2 separate regions of the Sus scrofa genome follow, and region 1 is linked to region 2. Evidence: chromatin contacts called from public HiChIP or PLAC-seq data. All regions are on one chromosome and are shown on one strand. Each heading gives the region's core, a stretch centred on a gene start, on an enhancer-like site or on the middle of the called end of the contact. The rest is flanking DNA. Distances are from core to core; before and after follow the strand shown.

What was found. HiChIP or PLAC-seq counts read pairs in DNA pulled down with a chosen protein or histone mark.
Region 1: an H3K27ac HiChIP or PLAC-seq map of alveolar macrophages shows a contact between it and region 2. The contact joins the promoter of FAM229A here to the promoter of TXLNA in region 2. A contact is called at or near these places in 1 of 47 Hi-C or Micro-C datasets (liver) and 1 of 2 datasets of contacts at active chromatin or transcription factors (alveolar macrophages).

The regions. Positions count from the first base shown.
Region 1 is chr6:88,811,584-88,817,253 of Sscrofa11.1, forward strand. FAM229A (protein FAM229A) reads right to left here and starts at 2,111. Exons shown (of 3, transcript XM_003127761.4): 1 at 1-2,111. It overlaps BSDC1 (BSD domain-containing protein 1), which reads right to left. Exons shown (of 12, transcript XM_005665183.3): 10 at 4,092-4,195; 11 at 1-2,111. The coding sequence ends at 2,079.
Region 2 is chr6:88,656,790-88,662,425 of Sscrofa11.1, forward strand. TXLNA (alpha-taxilin) reads left to right here and starts at 3,262. Exons shown (of 11, transcript XM_003127774.6): 1 at 3,262-3,416; 2 at 3,953-4,162; 3 at 4,990-5,319. The coding sequence starts at 3,985.

The DNA.
Region 1 (5,670 bases), core at 861-3,360, 150 kb after region 2:
AATAAAGCAGGGGGAGAAAGCAAACCCAAAAACCCGCTTCTAAAATGTTGATATATATTTTACACTTTAAGTTTACTTATCCTAAATCTTACCTATACCCTCCCCAGCCTTACTTCTCTTTCCCTTTAAAGATCTTCATGGAACGAGAGGGCCTCATTCAGACTTCCCTTTTATTACGGCTGACAAGTGATTTTCATACCGGTGTTTAACTAAAGTTAATTAAAAACAGTCCCCAGAATCATACACGTACAGGGGGAGGACAGGAGAAAAATGACCAAGAGCAACTGAAAAAACTGTTGTTGCAACTTCCTTTCCAAATAAAAGCAGAAGCGTTGGGAATGCAGAACAGCCTCTTGACTCCTTGTCTTGGTGAGAGGCCTGCTGGGGGCTTGGCCCTTCCTCATCCCAAAGGCCGAGCCGAGTCTGGGATGAGGACAAGGGACTTCCTCAGGACCCAGGCTACCTCCCACCACAACCCTCCCCCAGGCTCTAAGTAGGAAGCCACCCTGCTCTGGCTCTAGGCAGTTGCTGTGGGGACAAGAACAGACCCCCAGACACTTTCCAGCTTCTGTTGAATCTCTTTAATGCTGTTAACGGCAAATCTGGAAAAGGTTCAGGAAAAAGTTCTTTTTTCTTTCTTTTTTAATTACAAAACTAACAGCTGTTAGAATCTTTTTTTTTCCTTTTTTCTTTTCCCAGCTAGAAAATACTCTGGGGAGATGCATTATAATTTAAAATATATAATATTGCACAAACAACCAAAAGGTTAATTAAACTAAAGAAATAATTACAAAGAGAAAACCCCATCCCATCAAAAAAAAAAAAGATTAAGCATTCTCTCCATCCCACCCCCTCACGGAAGGTCTGAAGTGGAAGTGACCACCACTCTCTTGGCGTCCCTGACCACGATCCCTTTAAATCATTGGTGAACACACCAGATTATGTACAAGAATCACCAGAGCAGCATCATGAAGCACCAGGGGCTCCAGGGATTCCTGCAGCCCCTCATTCCCCCAAGAGAGGCGCAGCTTTACCAGTGTGGAGGGTGAGAGCCACAAAGACTGGATCTGCCTTCAGGAAGAAGAGCTTTTGCAGAAGCCTGATGAGAGTCTCAAGAAGTTCACCCCCAACATATCCCTTCAGGAAACCGAAGGGTTGCGGCGGAGAAGCTGGGCTTACCAGAGTTGTAAGTACTCGGCTTTGATCACTGCTCTGTACCGCTGGTAGCTGGCTTGTGTCCTAAGCTACAGGGGAGTCGAGGTGGGTAGCTGGTTGGACAAGGTATCCTGCCAGTCAACGCATGGAAGGGCCTGAAGTGGCCCCCTCCCTTCTTGGGGAGGGGAAGAGGAGCAAGAGCAGACTCTTGCAGGTGGCACAGCTGGGCTAAGGACTCGGGTGCATCTGACATGAAGAAGCCTTGGGAAAGGCATTGGGGACATACCAACCTGGACTGGGTGAAAGGAGGGAGGCGGGAACTCAAAATTTGGTCTCTAGATTCTGAACCACAAGGAACCTTTCCAGGAATGGAAAATGCCTGGGAGGGAGATTCCTAAGAGAGGCAAATGTCCCAGAAGCGAATGCCTCTTACCCGCTGGGATAGGAACTGAAATGTGTTCGCATCCCTGTCTAGCCAAAGGCAGGTGGCACGGCCTTCCCTGCCTGCTTGTAGGTGAGAGTGTGTTGTCTCGGCGTCCTCCAAGAGATTGGTGGTTTAGCCTCTGTCTACACAGGTAGATGGGCTAGGGCTATCCCTTGGGACTTCCTAGCAAGCGTACCCAGGAACAGAGGGCATTCAGCAGAAAAATGTAAGCTCTTCCGGTGGGGGTAGGTCTCCTCCCCCTCGGGTCATCCTAGGGTTAGCACAAGTCAGAGTTCCTGATTTGGATTTATCGAGCCCCTTCCCAGATGTGCGGAGAGGCCTAAAGGGCCAACAAGGAGCAACCCAGAATTTCCCCAGAGCTCTGGCTGATAGAGGCCATTTAGGGGACAGTCTTAGTCAGTGTCTTCCAGGGCCAGGCTGAGACGTGCGAGGGAGGTGGGAGGTGCTGTGGCGGGGGAGCTGCGTGCTCTGGCTCCCCTCATTCCCAGTCCTCCCACTCTACGTCTTCCAGCTGCAAAGGGAGGGGATAATGGAGAGCACAAACACGTATTTACTCCTCTGAGTCAAGCCCAGACCCAGGCTCCCCAGCTGCCTCCATTTCAGGAAAGCCCTCCCACAACCCCCACCCCTGGGCCATATGCAGCCTCCTATAAATGCGAACTACTAGCCTTAAGGAATGTCTGGGGAGCAGAGCTGCCCTCTGCCTAGGGGGTGAGTCGGCTGCTCTGATTGCTCCAGACTCAAAGGAAAGCTTCTACCAATCAACACTGGACACTACAAGGGGATACCCTGCCTATAAGAACTAAGTCAGTCAACCCCTTAAGGAAAATTTGTCTCCTGCAGAGCAGCTAAGAACACGAGTCTGAGAGGCAGGAAACTTGAGAGTGGCACTGTGATTAGAAGCAAGCATGGCACTGGACTACAGGGGCTCACAGGGTCTCTACCTGGGGCTCTAGCTCCCTAATCCCCAGCTGAAGTCTCTGTAGGCAACTCTTCTGGCTTGTTGGCAGCAATCCCTGGTATGATGGGTTATAGAGTGATTCTGTTCTGCATTATCATATGTCAAGTTTTAAAGAGAGCTGCAAGAGTTCCCGTCGTGGCGCAGTGGTTAACGAATCCGACTAGGAACCATGAGGTTGCAGGTTCGGTCCCTGCCCTTGCTCAGTGGGTTAACGATCTGGCGTTGCTGTGAGCTGTGGTGTAGGTTGCAGATGTGGCTCGGATCCCGTGTTGCTGTGGCTCTGGCGTAGGCTGGTAGCTACAGCTCCGATTGGACCCCTAGCCTGGGAACCTCCATATGCCGTGGGAGCGGCCCAAGAAATAGAAAAAGACAAAAAAAATAATAATAATAATAAAATAAAATAAAGAGAGCTGCAAAGGAGTTCCTGCAGTGGCACAATGGGATTAGCAGGATCTTGGGAACATGGGACACAGGTTCTATTCCTGGCCCAGCACAGTGGGTTAAGGATCTGGCGTTGCTGCAGCTGCAGCTTAGGTTACAACTGCAGCTCAGTTCTGATCCCTGGCCCAGAAATTCCATATGCCGCAGGGCAGCCAAAATAGAAAAAAAAAACCAAAAACCAAAAAAGGGCTTCGAAGACAGCAAAGACATGAAGGCCCTGTGGCATGAGAGGGCACAAGACCTTCTCTATCCTGAGTATAGTGAGGTCACAGGTGTAAAATACTCTTGCATAGTCACTACCTGCCCCCAGGCCTCAGTCTCCCAACATGAAAAATAAGGCCCTTCCCATCTCTCTAATCTGTTCGCCTCTTTAGAGCAGGTTCTTGAGCTACATGATGGAAGGAACCATGTGGTTCTTGTGTGACAGTGGATATAAAATGACTTGAATCACATGTGTGGACTGGAGCCTCAATCCTGTCCCTTATTAGCTGTGAGAGCTTCATCCCCAGGCTCTGATTCAAAACGACCCATTCTTGATCCTGAGAAGTGGTTTAGAATAATAGGCCTTTGAGCTTATAACTGGATTGGCTTTTGTGGTGGTTTCAGGAACATGGACCAGTGCTCCCATGTTTCCCAGGGACTATGCCTCAAGTGTGCACATGCATCATCTATCACAGTGTATGAGATTACAGTGATCAATGCCAGGCCACAGAGGCTCAGGTTCAGTGATCACACTGTCAAATTGTCTCCAAGGCCAGGAGTTTGCTCAAGTTCCCCCCATCTGGCCACCATGAATCAAAAGATCTGGGGCAGGATGGCAAATCATTTTTTAGTAGCTCCCCAGGTAATTCTGACAGGAGCTAATGTCAAGTACTCTCCCAGCCATCCACCCTGGAATCGAGGGGAGGCAGAGCCTGCTGATCACAACTGTTCTGGGCCTGAGTGGGAGGCCTGAGCTCCTTTCCCGAAAGCCTGCCACCTAGCTAGGAGCAAAGACCCATCCTGAGGGGACACCTGGGCTTGGTGGGGCGAGTCCTGAGACCTGGGATCATTGGGCTTGCCTCCCTGTGGCCAATCAGGCCCACTCACCTCCCCAGAGGCGTCCACTTTGGAAAGTGCCATCTGCACTTCTTCCTCAGTCATGTCCAAGTCAAAGTCCTTCTCCCAGTCCTCGCTGATGTCTGTGCTTGAGCCTAGAACGATGACCCAGAGTGTGAAAGACAGGCAGGGGTATGTGAAGAGGTTGTGGCTGGGGCTGACAGCACCCTTTACAAGGGCCTGAGAAATACACCTCAAAGGTCCTTAACATTCTCCCTTCCCTGGCTCAGTGATCCCACTTTTAGGAATCTATTCTAAGGAAGAATCTTGGATTTGGTAAAAAAACATAACCATAAGAATATTCACTGTTTTGCTGTTACAGTAATGAAAACTTCGAAAACCACCTGAAAGTCCACTGCTAGGAAATTACAAAAATAAATGGTGCAGTCATAAGATGAAACATTATGTGGCGTTTAAAGTTTAGGCTATAGAACGTTTATATACATGGCAAAACAGTTACCCAATAGTGGAGAAGCACTTTGACCCAGAAGCTCCCTGGGGGCCATGGAAATCTTCTGGAAGAAATAAACAATGAACCTCTTCCTTCTCAGTCACACCATTCTACCTACACTGATCCTGCTACTCCTGAAACATACCAGGCACATTCCTACCTGGGGCCTTTGCAAAGATTGTTCCCTGTACCTGGAGCTCTTCCCCAGATATCCACAGGCTAACCTGTTTGCTTCCTTCACACCTTTGCTCAAATCTCACCATCTCAGTGTGGCCTACCCTGACTGTCCAACATTCAACGGCAACCGTGCCCCCCTCACTCTGCTCTGGTGGTTCTCTCTTCCATTATATCACTTTCCAGTGTATTACATAATCAGATTTACTATGCTTATTGTCTAGTAATAGAGGAGGCAGAATGAAAGCTCCCCGAGGACAGGACTCTTTTGTTCTCTTATGCATTCCAAGTGACTAGAACAAATAGTTTGTACTCAATAAATATTCATGGACCCTTTCTCTAAATCAGGGGTTGGCAAACTATGGCCTGTGGACCCAGTCCAGCCTACCATCTGTTTTTTGAAAATAAAATTTTGAAACACGCCATGGCCATTTGTTTACATATTGTCTATGACTGCTTTCATGCTGAAACAACAGTGTTGAGGAGGTGGGACAGAAACTGTATATCCCCAACGCCTAAAATATTTTGACCTGGCTCTGTATGGAAAACATTTACTCCTTCCTGCGCTAGATGATTCTGATGCTGCTGAAGTTTGCCAACCACTGCTCCAAACATTCATATTTGGGTATGGCTTCTTACAGGCAATATAAAAAAATGTACATGTAGAAGTTTTTACTAAGAAGACAACTACAAAGATAGTTCCTATATACGTAGTATGATTCCATTTAAAAAATATGCTCATAGATACATGCACACAAATAGGAAGGATGAGCAAAATATTCACAAGAATATGAATAGTTCTCTCTAGGTGATGAGGTCATGGGGTAAAAATTTTTCTTTTTTTCCCCCTAAAATGAACACATATTACTTTGTAATCTTTTTTCTTTCTTTTTTTTTTTTTTTTTTTAAAGCACCTTTAAAAAGAGTAAGCTCTGGAGTTCCCAT
Region 2 (5,636 bases), core at 2,012-4,511:
GGCTTATAGAGTATGTTTTAAATTTTAATTTGTGGCCAATATTGAAAAATAACAGTAATAAAGATGTATCTTTAAAAATATCTGGAACTCCTGAGCCTGAGTTTCTGCTTGAAAACAATGGGCAAGAGCTCTATTTAACCAGTCACCACCACTCCCAGTGGGCTCCCTGACTCACTGGCAGGTGCTAATACTGTTGCCATTTTCTTTTATGGCAAAGGAGAAAGTAACTTTCTAAATCTTCTTTCCTTGCCTGCCTGCTGTGCTCATTACTCAGCTGTAGGCCACTGTTGACCCTTCTTGGTACACATGCCACCCACTGCTCACCCCGTGCATACCTTGTCCTGGTATGTTCTTTATCTCTGCCTAGAACACCCTCTTCCTATAGAAATCCATCAAGGCCTGATTCATAGTTAATCTCCTTAAGCCATTAACCATATGCTTTTCTGAAAGTAATCAGGGCCTCAGTTTTGAGAGACTTGGATCTCAAACCTTTCAGAGCTTGAGTTCCATTATATGATTATACCAACATTACCTTTCACCGTAACCTGGTAAATGCTGCCTATGGGATAGGGAAGAGTACTGCCCAGAAGTCTCCTCAACCAGGGGAAACATTTACCATCTTAAGAGCCCTAAAACAATGCCCAGTTTGCACAATTTAAAACATTCTTGGAGGTCCTGCTGTGGTGCAGTGGGGGTTGGCAGCATTCCAGGAGTTCTGGGACATGGGTTCAGTCCCCGCCCAGCACAGCGGGTTAAGGATCCAGTGTTGCGACAGCTGTGGCTCAGATTTGATTCCTGGCCTGGGAGCTCCCTATGCTGCCGGGCAGCCAAAAAAAATTTTTTTTAAATAAAATATTCTCTGCCTTCTCTACCCCCAGACTGATGCTGGGCTTTAGGACTAGAGAATTTAGCCAAGAGTTATTGCAATTTTCAGGGACTTGTAAGCAATAATTTCAACACCTCATCGCTAGTGATGTAACAGAACTCTCTCCACACCTAGGGAGCTAGGATGAACTGCAGAGCACTGCAAAGGCTCTTTGAAGTGGGTGGGCCCCAAAAGGTTTTGTTTTACTCAGAAGGGCATTTTGGAAGGTGGTGCTGACTGGGAAAAAAAAAAAAAAAAAGCACAACCTAAACGTTGAGAGTTGTTTTATTTGGCAGACAAAACTGAGTACTTAAGTCCAGGATGCAGCTTCTGAGAGACTGTTCTGAAGACGTAAGGGAGAAGCCAGGATCTATAATAGTTTTTTTCAACAAACAGCAGGTAAATTACTGTTAATTAAAGAAAACCTGAGGAGTTCCCATTATGGCTCAGAGGAAATGAATCTGACTAGCATCCATGAGGATGCAGGTTCGATCCCTGGCCCCAGTCAGTGGGTTAAGGATCCGGTGTTGCCGTGAGCTGTGGTGTAGGTTACAGACATGGCTCAGACCTGGCACTGCTGTAGCTGTGGTGTAGGCCAGCCAGCTACAGCTCCAATTCAGCCTCTAGCCTGGGAACCTCCGTTTGCCGAGGGTGTGGCCCTAAAAGACAAAAAGAAAAAGAAAAGAAACGAAAACCTGATACTTCAAGTTAAGGAATTTAGCAGTTTTCTGTGTATGGGAAGATGCAAGAGTCTGGGCTTATTTCCTTTGATATGCAACTCAGCTAACTGGGGCCACTATCAGGTGCTTTTTCATCCTGAGTCTCCTCAGGGTGCTCTATGGGCTTGGGCGGGAGGGTGACTGCAGCACAGACTGCTAGATGGCAGGCAATTTGTTTCTACCCTGAGTTCCCCCAGGGCTCACCTTTGGGCAGCTGTAATGTGATGGCTTGATGGCTGCAACATCCTTTGTTTACTGATATGGCAGGTAACATTTTTTTCATCGACAATGGTATGGCACCTGCAAAAACCTGGGAAATCCTGGAAACAGTAAAAGTATAGCTGGAACAAAAAAGGCAGAGGGGGACGAAACATTGTAAATCAACTACGCTTTAATAATTTTTTTTAAAAGGCCAAGGGGATGAGGAGGATTGACAGGAAATAAAAGCAAAACCATTTAGGCATTAAATTTCAAGCACAGGAGTTCCTGTTGTGGCTCAGAGGTAAAGAATCCAACTAGCATCCATGAGGACACAGGTTCGATCCCTGGCCTCACTCAGTGGGTTAAGAATCTGGCATTGCCATGAGTTGCAGCGTAGGTCACAGATGTGGCTCGGGTCTGGCGTTGCTATGGCTGTGGTGCAGGCTGGCAGCCACTGCTCTGATTAGACCCCTAGCCTGGGAACTTCCATATGCCGCAGGTGCAGCCCTTAAAAAAAAAAAAAAAAAAAAAAAAAATCCAAGCACATAGGTTGCTGTGTTTTATTCTGTTGTCTACAGACAAATGGAAAAAGAATTGTGATTTCACATTTTGAGAAAAGCTTGGCTATTTTTCCCCTTTAGCACCAGTGCAACTGGGACTTGGTAGGAGTGGGCCAAAGAAAAGGCTCAGGAATCTGCTGAAACCAAACTTCCCCTTACAGGGCCTCAGCACCTTCCAAAGAGGGACTCAAGGTGGAAATGGGGATGGGAAATTAAGTATTTACTTTTCCAAGTTACCTTGACTCACCCTCAAGGAAAGCGCATCATGGTGATTATTTCTTCCTGAGTAAGAAGCAGGGTAGTCCAGTAGTTGAGATGGGTGCCAGACTTCCTGGCTTTGAAACTGCTCTAATCAGTCAATAGCTATGTGACCTTGGACAATCACCTAACAGGTGTAAATTGAGAGTAACAAATACTACAGTATTTATCTGGAGTAGTTACTGGGAAAGCTAGCATTCAAAGAACTACTGTTATTAAAATTTTCTATAGGAATACGGAAATCGAGGCTCTGGGAATGAAAAGAATGCCCGGTCACATAACAAATTAGTGATGAAATTAGGACTGGAAGGAATACAGATCTGATGTCCAGCACCGTATTTTATCCCTCGTCCTCAGAGTTCCTAGATAGTCACAGATATCCTCAGCAGGAGGGAAGGACGGGGTTGAGGTGTGCGGGGAAAAAGCAGCCAGGCGCAAGGCTCTGGGAGCTGAATCATAACTTCTGCGTGATGGAAAGGAGGTTGACGTGAGTACCAGTGCAGAATGACTGGCTGCTTTCGGACCTCCTGGGTCTGGGCTCCAAGAACGAAAGCCCTGTTGCAGCTTGGGAGTCGGGATCAGCCCGGTGCATGGAGGGACATGTAGTCCTTTCTGTCCCTCCACCCCCCCACTCCGCCTTCCCAACTCACCCGCCTCAGAGGCCGCCTTCGCTTCAACTTTCCCAGCAAGCCCCGCGAGAGCGCGGGCTATTGATTGGCCGCGGCGCGAGCAGGCGGCTCTGCCGGCAGCAGTTACCCAGGGTTTCCGGTGAGAGGCCAGAGCAGGAGAAGCCGTCGGGACGTCGGCGGTGGGGTGCGTATTGCGTCGGTTAGGGGTACAAGGCAAGCAGAGGGCCCGGGGCCCGACGCCTTCGGACGGTTCAGGGAATTACGCCGATTCCGCACGAGGACTCGGGCTGGAGTGCAGGGGCCGAGGCCTGTGCGCATGCGCGGGCGGAGCGCGCGGCTGGAGGGCGCGCGGGGCGTGGGTGGCTGCGCGCGCGCGCGGGGGGGTGGGCACACGTGGGGCCTGGGGGGCGGGGAGGAACCGGGAATCCAGCGTCCCGCCACGTCAGTCCCTGGGCCTGAGCCTGTCCGGCGCACGGGCTGTGGTGAGAGGGCTGGGTTGTGCCGGGGAAGTAGCTTCGGGGAAAAAGGAGGCCTCCTCTCCCCTGCTGTTGGGCACACCAGACTTCCCTGACCGACCAGAGATAGGGAGCCCCACTGGCTCCCATCCGAGGAAGGCCGGTCGGTTTAAGAAGCTTTGCGGGTCCGGTGTGGAGATATCAGATCCAGGCTGCGAAGAATTGTTTAAAGTCTGGAAAATAGCAAGTGTATTTGTTTCTATAGGTTCTGCTCATAACCTAACGTTGCAAACAACAATGAAGAACCAAGACAAAAAGAATGGGGCTGCCAAGCAATCTGGCCACACTTCCAACCCCAAAAACACCCCGGGGCAACCGGAAGCAGGACCAGAGGGAGGCCAGGGGCGGCCCAGCCAGTCTGCTCCCACGACAGAAGCTGAAGGTTCCACCAGCCAGGCTCCAGGGAAGGCTGAGGGTGTGTGCCAGCTCTGCTTTTCCAATGGGCAGGGGGAGGAGTTTATGGTGCGTCAGTCTAGCTTCTGGGGTTAGAAGCCAAGGCCACTGTTTATCCAGAAGGGAGGAAATGTAGAATGAGGGGAGGACACCACTGAGTCCTTGAGTGCCCACTCTGCGCTGGGGAGTTGATAGAGCCTCCCACCCTAAGCACAGGGACAGAACTCTCCTGAGAGAAGCTTCTGACAGGATTAAGTCAGGTTGGCAGTCAAATGAGGCACCCAACCAGCAAATCAAAAACACCACTTTCAGCAGTGGGTAACTGCTATTCCTATTTGAGGCATTTCTGGAACTTTTTTTTTTTTTTCTTTTTTTTCTGTTTCTTAGGGCCCCACCCTAGGCATATGGAGGTGCCCAGGCTCAAGTCGAATTGGAGCTACAGCTGCCAGCCTGCACCACAGTCACAGCAACACAGGATCCCTCACCTACTAAGTGAGGCCAAGGGTCGAACCTGAGTCTTCATGAATACTAGTCAGATTCGTTTCTGCTGCACCACAACGGGAACTCTTGGAACTTTTTTAATAGCAAGAAGTGACATTTGCAGGTGGACTAGACCTTGAGTTCCTGCTACATGATGCCACCTCTGTGTTGGGTGGTCTCCTTACTTGATTTCTCTTATAACAAGCATGGTTGGGCAGAGGTGAGAAATAGTTTTATCAGTAATAAAACTGAGGTTTAAAGAAGTTAGGTAACATTTAACCCAAACTAGTAAGTTTGGGCCTGAAAAAATCCCAGCCAGTGGCATAATGGTCTTATTTCTGACTCTGCCCCTCATCCCTCCTGCTGCAGGAGCACAAGCCAAAACTGGGGCCCTCCGTGATGTCTCAGAGGAGTTGAGCCGCCAATTGGAAGACATCCTCAGTACATACTGTATAGACAACAATCAGGGGGGCCCAGGCGAAGATGGGGCACAGGGTGAGCCTGGTGAACCTGAAGATGCAGAGAAGTCCCGGACCTATGCCTCAAGGAATGGGGAGCCTGAGCCAGAGACCCCAGTAGTCAATGGTGAGAAGGAGCCCTCCAAGGGGGAGCCGGGCGCAGACGAGATCCGGGCAAGTGACGAGGTCGTAGACCGAGACCACCGAAGGCCCCAGGAAAAGAAGAAAGCCAAAGGTCTAGGTGAGCAGAGGGCAGCTGCTTATGAGGCTGGTGAGGGGAGGGAGTTTGAATCTGACATTCCTGGGTTAGCCTGCTGTGCCAGGATTTGGAGGAAACACTACTTCCAGAGCAGCTACTTACTTTTTGTTTTTGTTTTTTCTAATGTTTTTTTCATTCAGCGGGTTTATTACATTTATACCTGTACAACCATCATCACAACCTGATTTGAGAACATTTTCAACCTACATAGTTTAATGAGAGCAGGGGCTGCAGGACCATAGCATAGAGACGTGCAGGTTCACTGCACAAGGGCTTCTAGCCTGGGAGCAAGCGGGAAC